3 separate regions of the Zea mays genome follow, and regions 1 and 2 are each linked to region 3. A link is a contact called in public Hi-C data. All regions are on one chromosome and are shown on one strand. The core of a region is the stretch at or near the end of the contact, and the rest is flanking DNA. Distances in the headings are between cores, read along the strand shown. Region 1 holds the start of LOC100281110 (eukaryotic translation initiation factor 3 subunit 2). Region 2 holds the start of LOC100283555 (prolyl-tRNA synthetase). Region 3 holds the start of LOC100282140 (small nuclear ribonucleoprotein-associated protein B).

Region 1 (2,765 bases), core at 223-2,722, 330 kb after region 3:
TTATTAATTCTGTTATTAATTCTGTTTCTGGAATACAGGCGGCTTATAATTAAAACCGCCTGTGATGTGTGTCTATCACAGACGGTTCTTTTAAACCGGACCGCCTGTGATGTGTGTCTATCACAGGCGGTTCTTTTAAACCGGACCGCCTGTGATGTGTGTCTATCACAGGCGGTTTTTGATTGACCGCCTGTGATGTTGTTTTACATCACAGGCGGTGCACCACAAGCGGTTCCTGGAACCACCTGTGTAGAGGCTAACCGGACCGCCTGTACAGAGGATCCCTGTAGTAGTGGGGACTCAACAATGGAATAGCACACGGATTGCTTGAAGAAAATTGGGAGTAGTCAATAGTCACAGGGCATGTTTGGTTTCTTTAGTTAAGAGACTAAAGTTTAGTTAAAGAACTAAAGTTTAGGTTCCGTATGGTTCCATTAGTCTTTGGACTGAAGTTTAGTACAAAGACTAAACTTTAATCTCTAACTTGTTTGGTTATAGGGACTAAACATATTCTAAATATACTAAATGTAACACATAAAGACCGAAATAACATTTTTCTTGTTTCAGGCTGGTTTTCTAGGTAAGGGCAATTGAAATAAATGTTGTCCTTTAGTCCCTTTTAGCACCCATGTGAGGGACTCAGACTAAACTCAATTAGTCCCTATTTTAGTCCTTCCATTTGGCAAAATAGGAACTAAACGAGACTAAAAACCATAGATTAAAAAATAGTCCCTCTAACCAAACGCGGCCTTAGTCCCTACCATGTTTGTTTCTAGAGACTAAAGTATTCAGAACACATTAAATGAATCATAAGAGGACCAAAATATCCCTTAACATTCTCCTACTATTAGTGCAACTGAAATAAAGGAGGAACAAAAATGGAATTAATATGATTTAGTCCCTTTGATTAGTGATTACAACAGTTTAATCCTTATTTTAGTCCCACTGTTTGGCAATTTAGGGACTCAATGGGGAAAATATCCTATGCAATCACTCATACTGGTGCAAGTGTGCAATTAAACGATCTGATGCATCCAATCTAGATCTAATGATGATTGTTATTTTGCATTATCCCCTTCCATTTGAAACCTAGTGCCTGCTTTACATTTAATCACTTCCATATGAAACCAATGGATATAATTTGATGCTTTGGATAGTTTGATTGCAGATTTACAACAAATAAATGATTGGATAGGATATATCGTCGATTAAATGAGACTAAAATATATGGACTAATTTTTAGTCACTCAAACTAAACCGGCATAGTGTGCGGTTGCGTGATCTGTGCAGCGTAGATGGCCGAATCTAGCATGAGCAGCGAGGAAGGATCAAACCGCACGGCCCGGCCCGTACGGATTTCTGGGCCAGGAAAGCACCATGTGCTGGGCCAGGAAGGAACACGGACGCCAGTGTTCTTTCGTAGAGGAGTGAAGAGGCCTATCTATAACTCGACGCGCTAGGGTTTTCCATCACCGCCGCCGCCGACGCATCCAAACCCAAATCAAGCCACCACCCTCTCCTCCTCCTCAGCGGCGAGCACCACCAGCAACAGCGAGACACGATGAGGCCGATCTTGATGAAGGGCCACGAGCGCCCGCTCACGTTCCTGCGCTACAACCGCGACGGGGACCTCCTCTTCTCCTGCGCCAAGGACCACACCCCCACGGTCTGGTACGCCGACAACGGCGACCGCCTCGGCACCTACCGCGGCCACAACGGCGCTGTCTGGACCTGCGACGTCTCCCGCGACTCGGCGCGCCTCATCACCGGATCCGCCGACCAGACCGCCAAGCTCTGGGATGTCAGCACGGGGAAGGAGCTCTTCAGCTTCCGCTTCGACGCGCCCGCCAGGTCCGTCGAGTTCGCCATCGGGGACGCGCTCGCCGTCGTCACCACCGACAACTTCATGGACCACGTCCCCACCGTCCAGGTCAAGCGCATCGCCGAGGACATCGACGACCGTCAGTGCTTTTTCCTTCTCAACAACGCTTTCGTTCATGCCTCCTCCGCTGTTTCGTTTGAATGGCAAGCCAGCATCCTTGACCTTGAGATCCTGTGTACATGCAGAGACGGAGGAGTCTGCACTCGTCATCACCGGCATCAAGGGAAGGATCAACAGGGCCGTTTGGGGGCCGCTCAACAGGACCATCATCACTGCCGGAGAGGATGCCACCGTTCGCATTTGGGATTCAGAGGTTAGGATGCTGGCTGCAGATAGGACTGGTGTCCACTATAATTTGGTTATCTAGCCCTAAGAATGCCCCATCAGTTGCTTGTTGTTACGGGGCTATGGGCAGTGGTGATGCATTTTGTGTTCATACTATAACACATCATTTCTGACTACTACTAGTTTTACTCTAGTCTATCCAACAAGGCATGATAATTTATTTAATGCAACATTTTTACCCACAAGGAGGGAATACGTAAATCAAAAGGGACGTGGGATTCAAAATAAAACCTGCTGTGCTTTTATATATCCATGGTTCCATGCCGATCTTTCTGTCTTTTCCTGTGCTGTTAAAAAAGTTAAATTGTTTTTCCATAACAATGGAGAGTTGTTTCACATCACTCATGGGATGCTCTTTGATTTGTGTGCAGACTGGACAACTTCTGAAAGAGTCTGACAAGGAATCCGGACATCAGAAGACCATTTCATCATTGTCAAAATCCCTAGATTGGTCACATTTTATTACTGGCTCCTTGGATAAATCTGCCAAGGTTAGAATTTGTTCAAGTTGACTGTCGTAAAGATACTTATGGTTTCC
Region 2 (2,706 bases), core at 142-2,641, 380 kb after region 3:
CCCCCACCATGTGTCAACAAAGAGAACCTCATCATCAAATCGTCAAAATTCAGCATTTTATTTTGTTCCTTTTCCCAAATTATGCATCTTTTTTTTTGCATCCAGAAGCATGTTAACAGAAGCTAGCATAAAGCATTCTGAACTTCCAGAATATGGCCATTCTACAGAGGTTTTAGTATTTCATACCCTCAAGAGATGAAATTACACTTTCTGAAACTTCATCTAAGCACAGGCCTTTTCAGACTTTATTAGCAATGAGAGCTGACATTTTGTAGCATTAACAAATGGTATTCCTATCAAACACAATATAACATTGGAACATAGAGCTAAGGAAACAAATATTTATTGTTGAATCAGATAGTGTTATCACTGAGTGCTGGCTGCCTCCAGCAGGTCCCCTATCCCATCTGTCATCTATAGTGCCGCGTCCCCTATTTTACACAATCCACCAAAGACAGCCTAATCCATAAAAATAATAGCAGAAACAGATAGATCATTCTTTGCGAACCTGAGGGAAGTACATGTTGCTGTGCCCTGTCTCCTTGAATTTGACATTCAAATAATCCTACAACAAATCGGCAACAAAAATATTGAGGTATTGATGAAGTGCAACACTGAAAAGTATCACATAACAAGAGGAGCATTCAGATGTAAAGCCAAACAGTATGTCAAATTTGTCACGTTATGCATAACGATGCTCCCATTGACCATAATCCACGGCTGCACTACATGATTGGAAGAATATCGTTTCGTTTCATACAGAAAGGTACAGGCATCACACCAGATCAACAAAAAAACACGCTAAACACCGTTTGGGGATCATTCTGCCACACGATGCATACACTCTACGCAACTACGACATTCTTCAACATACCAATCTGCACAAATGGGACAACGCCAGGAGCCGAGCTACACGGTGCTTCGAAATCTACGACTACGCAGGCAGAGGCACCTGTAACCACTTTTACTTCATATTTGCACTGCACCAGCAATGTTGAACGCAGGATGACGCACGGCACGGGGGGAAGGAGGAGCGAACGACCACTGACCTGGATGGCCTCCCAGATGGCGTATCCGTAGGGGCGAATGACCATGGTCCCTCGCACGGGCCCGTAGTCCGCGAGCTCGGCAGCGGCGATGACGTCCGTGTACCAGGCGTTGAAGTCCGCGGACCGCGGCGTGACCTGCCCCTCCCTGTCCCCGCCGCGGGTCTCCGCGGCCGCCGGCGCCGCCGCGCCCGCGGTCGCCGAGGCTTGACCCCTGGATGCGGCGGATGCCGCGAGCCTCGCCGCCGGCAGCCGGCGCCGGAGCAGGGGCTTGGACGGGGACAGCAGCGAGGGGAGGCGCAGCAGCGACGCCATTGTGGCCTGTGGGGATTGCCCGCCTGGATTGGGGGGTTCTGTGCCTCCAAACGCTAGTGCTATAGCCATCTAGCCTTAGTGGGCTACGTTGGGCTGAGCTGTTCCTTCCATTAACTAGACTATCACCAGGGAAACGGCCCTTCTCATTACAAGGCCCCAGCCGCCACCGCTTCTTGTCGTGGCCCGAAGACTGGGTGTCTTTGTTGGGTGTATATGGGCTGTCGTGGCCCATGGATACAGGGAATGGCTGTTATATGTCTGATTTTAGTTCAAGCCTCAGCTTATGCGAAATGAATTAAATAGGAAATGGATTGAAATTCGTTTCTCTCGAGTCTGATTAGTGCCAGAGTTTTCAATATGATATTAGATTTTTTTTTCCCCAAATGCAAGCTTGACTGACTTTTTTATCCGATCTAGAAAGTCATCTAGCCTCTAAATGTCGATTGACCCTTGGAAGAACTCAGAATCATATAAACAGTTAATCATGACCCTCAATCAAGTCTTATGGAGTTTCAGAATTTTTTTTAGAAACTACAATACAGAGGTTTTAAATTTTGCGTATAAAATTATACAAGTCAGAGATAAAGTCGTACTTGCTCGTACTGAACTAAGTCGTTGGCCTTGTGGGCCGAATCTTTGGCTTTGGTGGTCGAGTCCATCTGGTGGGTCAAATCTTCGTTGGTGATCCTCTTCTAGTCTAATATTTTTGAAGATGGCTAGGCTCTACTTCAGATCGGCAATTTGCTCCTTCATCTTGGCCTGCATAATAACCACCTTGGGGCCACATACCGATGGCCTAGCTTAAAGGCTACGGACAAGGCAAAATAGTCAGAGACATAAATGTCTAAGATTTCATGTCCAAAACTCAGGCGTGTTTGAATCCTTCAATTGGCCAGCGGCTAAGGCTATGTTTGTATCCTTCTAACTAATTATTTGTCCGTGACTAGTGACTAATAATTAGCTAGTAACAATTATTTAGGGTATATTTTGAAGTCTTGACTAATAGATGTTCTTTTCTCTTTATACGATCTATTAACACCTATTAGCAAGGGTAAATGACTAATGGGCAAATAATTTGCTTCGGCTAACAATTAGCCAATTTATTAACCAGTTTATGTTGGAGACTAAAATGTTAAAAATAGACGGCAAACTATTTGCCACACGGATCCAAACAGTCCCTAATAACTAGCCGGCAAATAATTAGTTAGCAACAATTAGCCATGATATGTTTGGAGTCTTGATTAATAGATGTCTTTTTCTCTTGTCATGATCTATTAACACCTATTAGCAAGATCAAATAGTTAATAAACAAATACTTTATTAGTCCTCCAGCTAACAACTGGCC
Region 3 (2,739 bases), core at 180-2,679:
ATTTAGTTAAATGTAAGTGCTTAACAATAAAATTTCAAACAAGCACATGTGAAGTTGTACTTATAACAAAATTCAAATCAGAAGGTAAACAAACAGGATCATAAACATAATGGTATGACCAGTAAGCAAATTAACAGATCCTGTAAGAAAAAGGATAATCACTTCCATGCGATCATAACGGCATTGCTCCTGCAATCTTGCACAGGCAGGTAAATAGGCAGCACCAATTATTGGTGCTGAATTAGGTGCTATGTGCTATTGAGCAGTGGATCAAAAATAGTGGTAAGTATCGATGCACACCAGACTGTTTTAGGTTAGAACCCCACAAGATCGCAACTATATATACAAACACAGATATCATATTTCTCGTCAATCGTCATAAACAAACAAACAGATCTCATCAAATAGGCATCATACAAAACAATAAAGTTTATACACATACAAGCATTGCACCAATTCAGGGAAAAAACAACCCTAAACACCAGCAAACTAACAACCATGAATTCAATAATGTAGCACTCAGAACTTACAGGTAAGGAACTACTGAGGCGGGTTTTGTCCAGGCTGCTGCGGGCCAGGTGGCGGAGGTGGCATCCCTGGCCTCGGCTGTCCGAATGGTGGCGGAGGCATTCCAGGCCTCATTCCAGGAGGTGGTGGCCCCGGCATCCCGGGCCTCACTTGTGGCGGCCCCATCGGCGGTGGTCCCCTCATGAACTGTTGTGGCGGTGCCCCAGGGAACGGAGCAGGCGGCGCTCCAGGCGGGCGGAACGGCATCTGCATCTGCGGCGGCATTCCAGGACGCATTGGGGGAGGCATCCCCTGCGGCGGGCGCACGACCTGCGGATACGACACCGGCTGGGCCGACAGGTTGGGCATCGGCGGCCGCGAGATCTGGGGCTGCATCATGCCGGGGGCGGGTCCACCAACCCCACGTACAGGACCAGCGAGCCCAGGAGCTGCCTGGAGCAGCGGGCCGGTGGGCACACCGCGCCCAGCGGCGCGGCCGATGCCAGGGCCGGCGAGGGCTCCGCCCGCCGCCGCGGCCTTGGCGCGGGACTCGTCGGGCGGTGGTGGGCCCTCGACGGTCATGGATACTACCTCCTCGCCGCGGAGGAGGAGGAGGCCGAGCGTGCGGCGCTCCTCGCGTTCACCGGTAGTCTTGGAGGACTTGGAGGGCGGGAGGCGGCGAAACTCCTCGCAATCGCCGAGGACGAGGTTCATGTGGCGGTCGAACGCCATGAACTTGCCCACAAGTTGGCGCCCGTCCTGGATCGTCACCCGCATGCGGTAGTTGATGAACTGGAGCATCTTGGAGCCCTTCGGGTTCGACATGGCGTCGCCGGGAAGGGTGGCCGCGGGGCGACTAGGGTTAGGGTTTCGGCGAAGATGAATGGGGGACGAGGCGGCGGCGGCGGGGCCTTGTGAATTTGAGAGAGGGTTTTCGATGGGGTTTGTCCGTTTGGAAGTAGGCGCCGAAGGACGGAAGGAGCGGGGCGTTGTCTTGTGGGCCTTTTGCAATGTCGGTTTTTGCTATGGGTCCGTGGGGAGAAGAATTGAAAGACGTGGGTGCTTGTATAGATGCGTAAACGGACGATCCAGCTCGATCCGGCACGGACCCGATAAAACATGGCCCGTTATACCTGACGGACTAATTGGGCCATGTCGGCGGCCCGCGTGACATGGGCGCAGCGTATACGGCAGTACGGCACGTCGGCCTGCTAGTTGTGCTGGGCCGGCCTGTTAACTTATGGAGCCTATTTAATTAAATCGGAACACATGACAAACCAGTAGAACCAAGGTCTGTTTGTGTCATATGGTGAATAGACATTATAAATATACTTGTACAATTATTTTTAAAAATTAAAAAATGTGTCGTGCTGGGTCGGCATTGTGTGACGAGGAGGCGGCTCAAGCACGGTCCAGCTCTCGTACCGCACTATGCCGAGGCACTAATAAATAGGTCGTGACTTAGGCCAACTCATCGGGCACGACTCATTTAACCATCTATAAGTGCTTGGCTTGGCCTACTAGAATTCGATACACATTAGTTATTACGCATAATATACATACCCTTCTTGAGAGCAACTCTCAATAGACTTTCTAATGTATAAAAAATATAGATATAGTGAAAACATACCCTTGAACAACCTCTTTAGTTTGACTTTCATGTATAAACATCTTTTATTTCAAATTTCTCATAAGTCAAAGATGTGGAGAGAGAATAACTCTCCAGAGTATGCATAATATATAGAAAATCTGATAAAGGATAAAAAATGTAGAAATAGAGTTTTAATCAAGTAGATATATATTTGTGTGTTGCATCGAAGCCACGGTTTTTTTACTAAGGACATGTCTGAAAGCACCCAATTTTTAAGAAATTGATTTATAGAAACCGAGGTGGTTATAAACATATCGGTTTATGCCTCAGTTTATAGAAAGTGAATTTTTAGTTTCTTAAAAACCAAAAAAACGGGTCTCCCCTAGCTAAAATAATATTTTATTCGTTCAATTATTTATACATTGATTTTTTAGGTTTTTCAAGTGATTAGATCTGAGCATGGGCCACCAAATCCAAACCGCTCGAAAAATACCCGACCCGACTAATGTGATGGGGTGGACACGGGCCATAGTTTTTAGCTTGCAGCAATTCACGATATGAGTAAGAGCCATGTTTTGGACCCCTAATCCAATTCAACCTAAAAAACCTGATCCAAACCACAAAAAATACCTGATCCGATG

The links. A called contact is a pair of places that touch in the nucleus more often than the background predicts.
Region 1: a contact with region 3 is called in a Hi-C map of tassel, with 2.5 times the contacts expected there. The contact joins the promoter of LOC100281110 here to the promoter of LOC100282140 in region 3. A contact is called at or near these places in 2 of 25 Hi-C or Micro-C datasets (ear and tassel).
Region 2: a contact with region 3 is called in a Hi-C map of tassel, with 4 times the contacts expected there. The contact joins the promoter of LOC100283555 here to the promoter of LOC100282140 in region 3. A contact is called at or near these places in 2 of 25 Hi-C or Micro-C datasets (ear and tassel).

The regions. Positions count from the first base shown.
Region 1 is chr7:7,801,930-7,804,694 of Zm-B73-REFERENCE-NAM-5.0, reverse strand. LOC100281110 (eukaryotic translation initiation factor 3 subunit 2) reads left to right here and starts at 1,472. Exons shown (of 8, transcript NM_001154029.2): 1 at 1,472-1,961; 2 at 2,068-2,195; 3 at 2,599-2,718. The coding sequence starts at 1,562.
Region 2 is chr7:7,745,090-7,747,795 of Zm-B73-REFERENCE-NAM-5.0, reverse strand. It overlaps LOC100283555 (prolyl-tRNA synthetase), which reads right to left and starts at 1,391. Exons shown (of 11, transcript NM_001156455.2): 1 at 1,050-1,391; 2 at 509-565. The coding sequence starts at 1,361.
Region 3 is chr7:8,128,170-8,130,908 of Zm-B73-REFERENCE-NAM-5.0, reverse strand. It overlaps LOC100282140 (small nuclear ribonucleoprotein-associated protein B), which reads right to left and starts at 1,429. Exons shown (of 2, transcript NM_001155052.2): 1 at 531-1,429. The coding sequence starts at 1,332. The coding sequence ends at 541.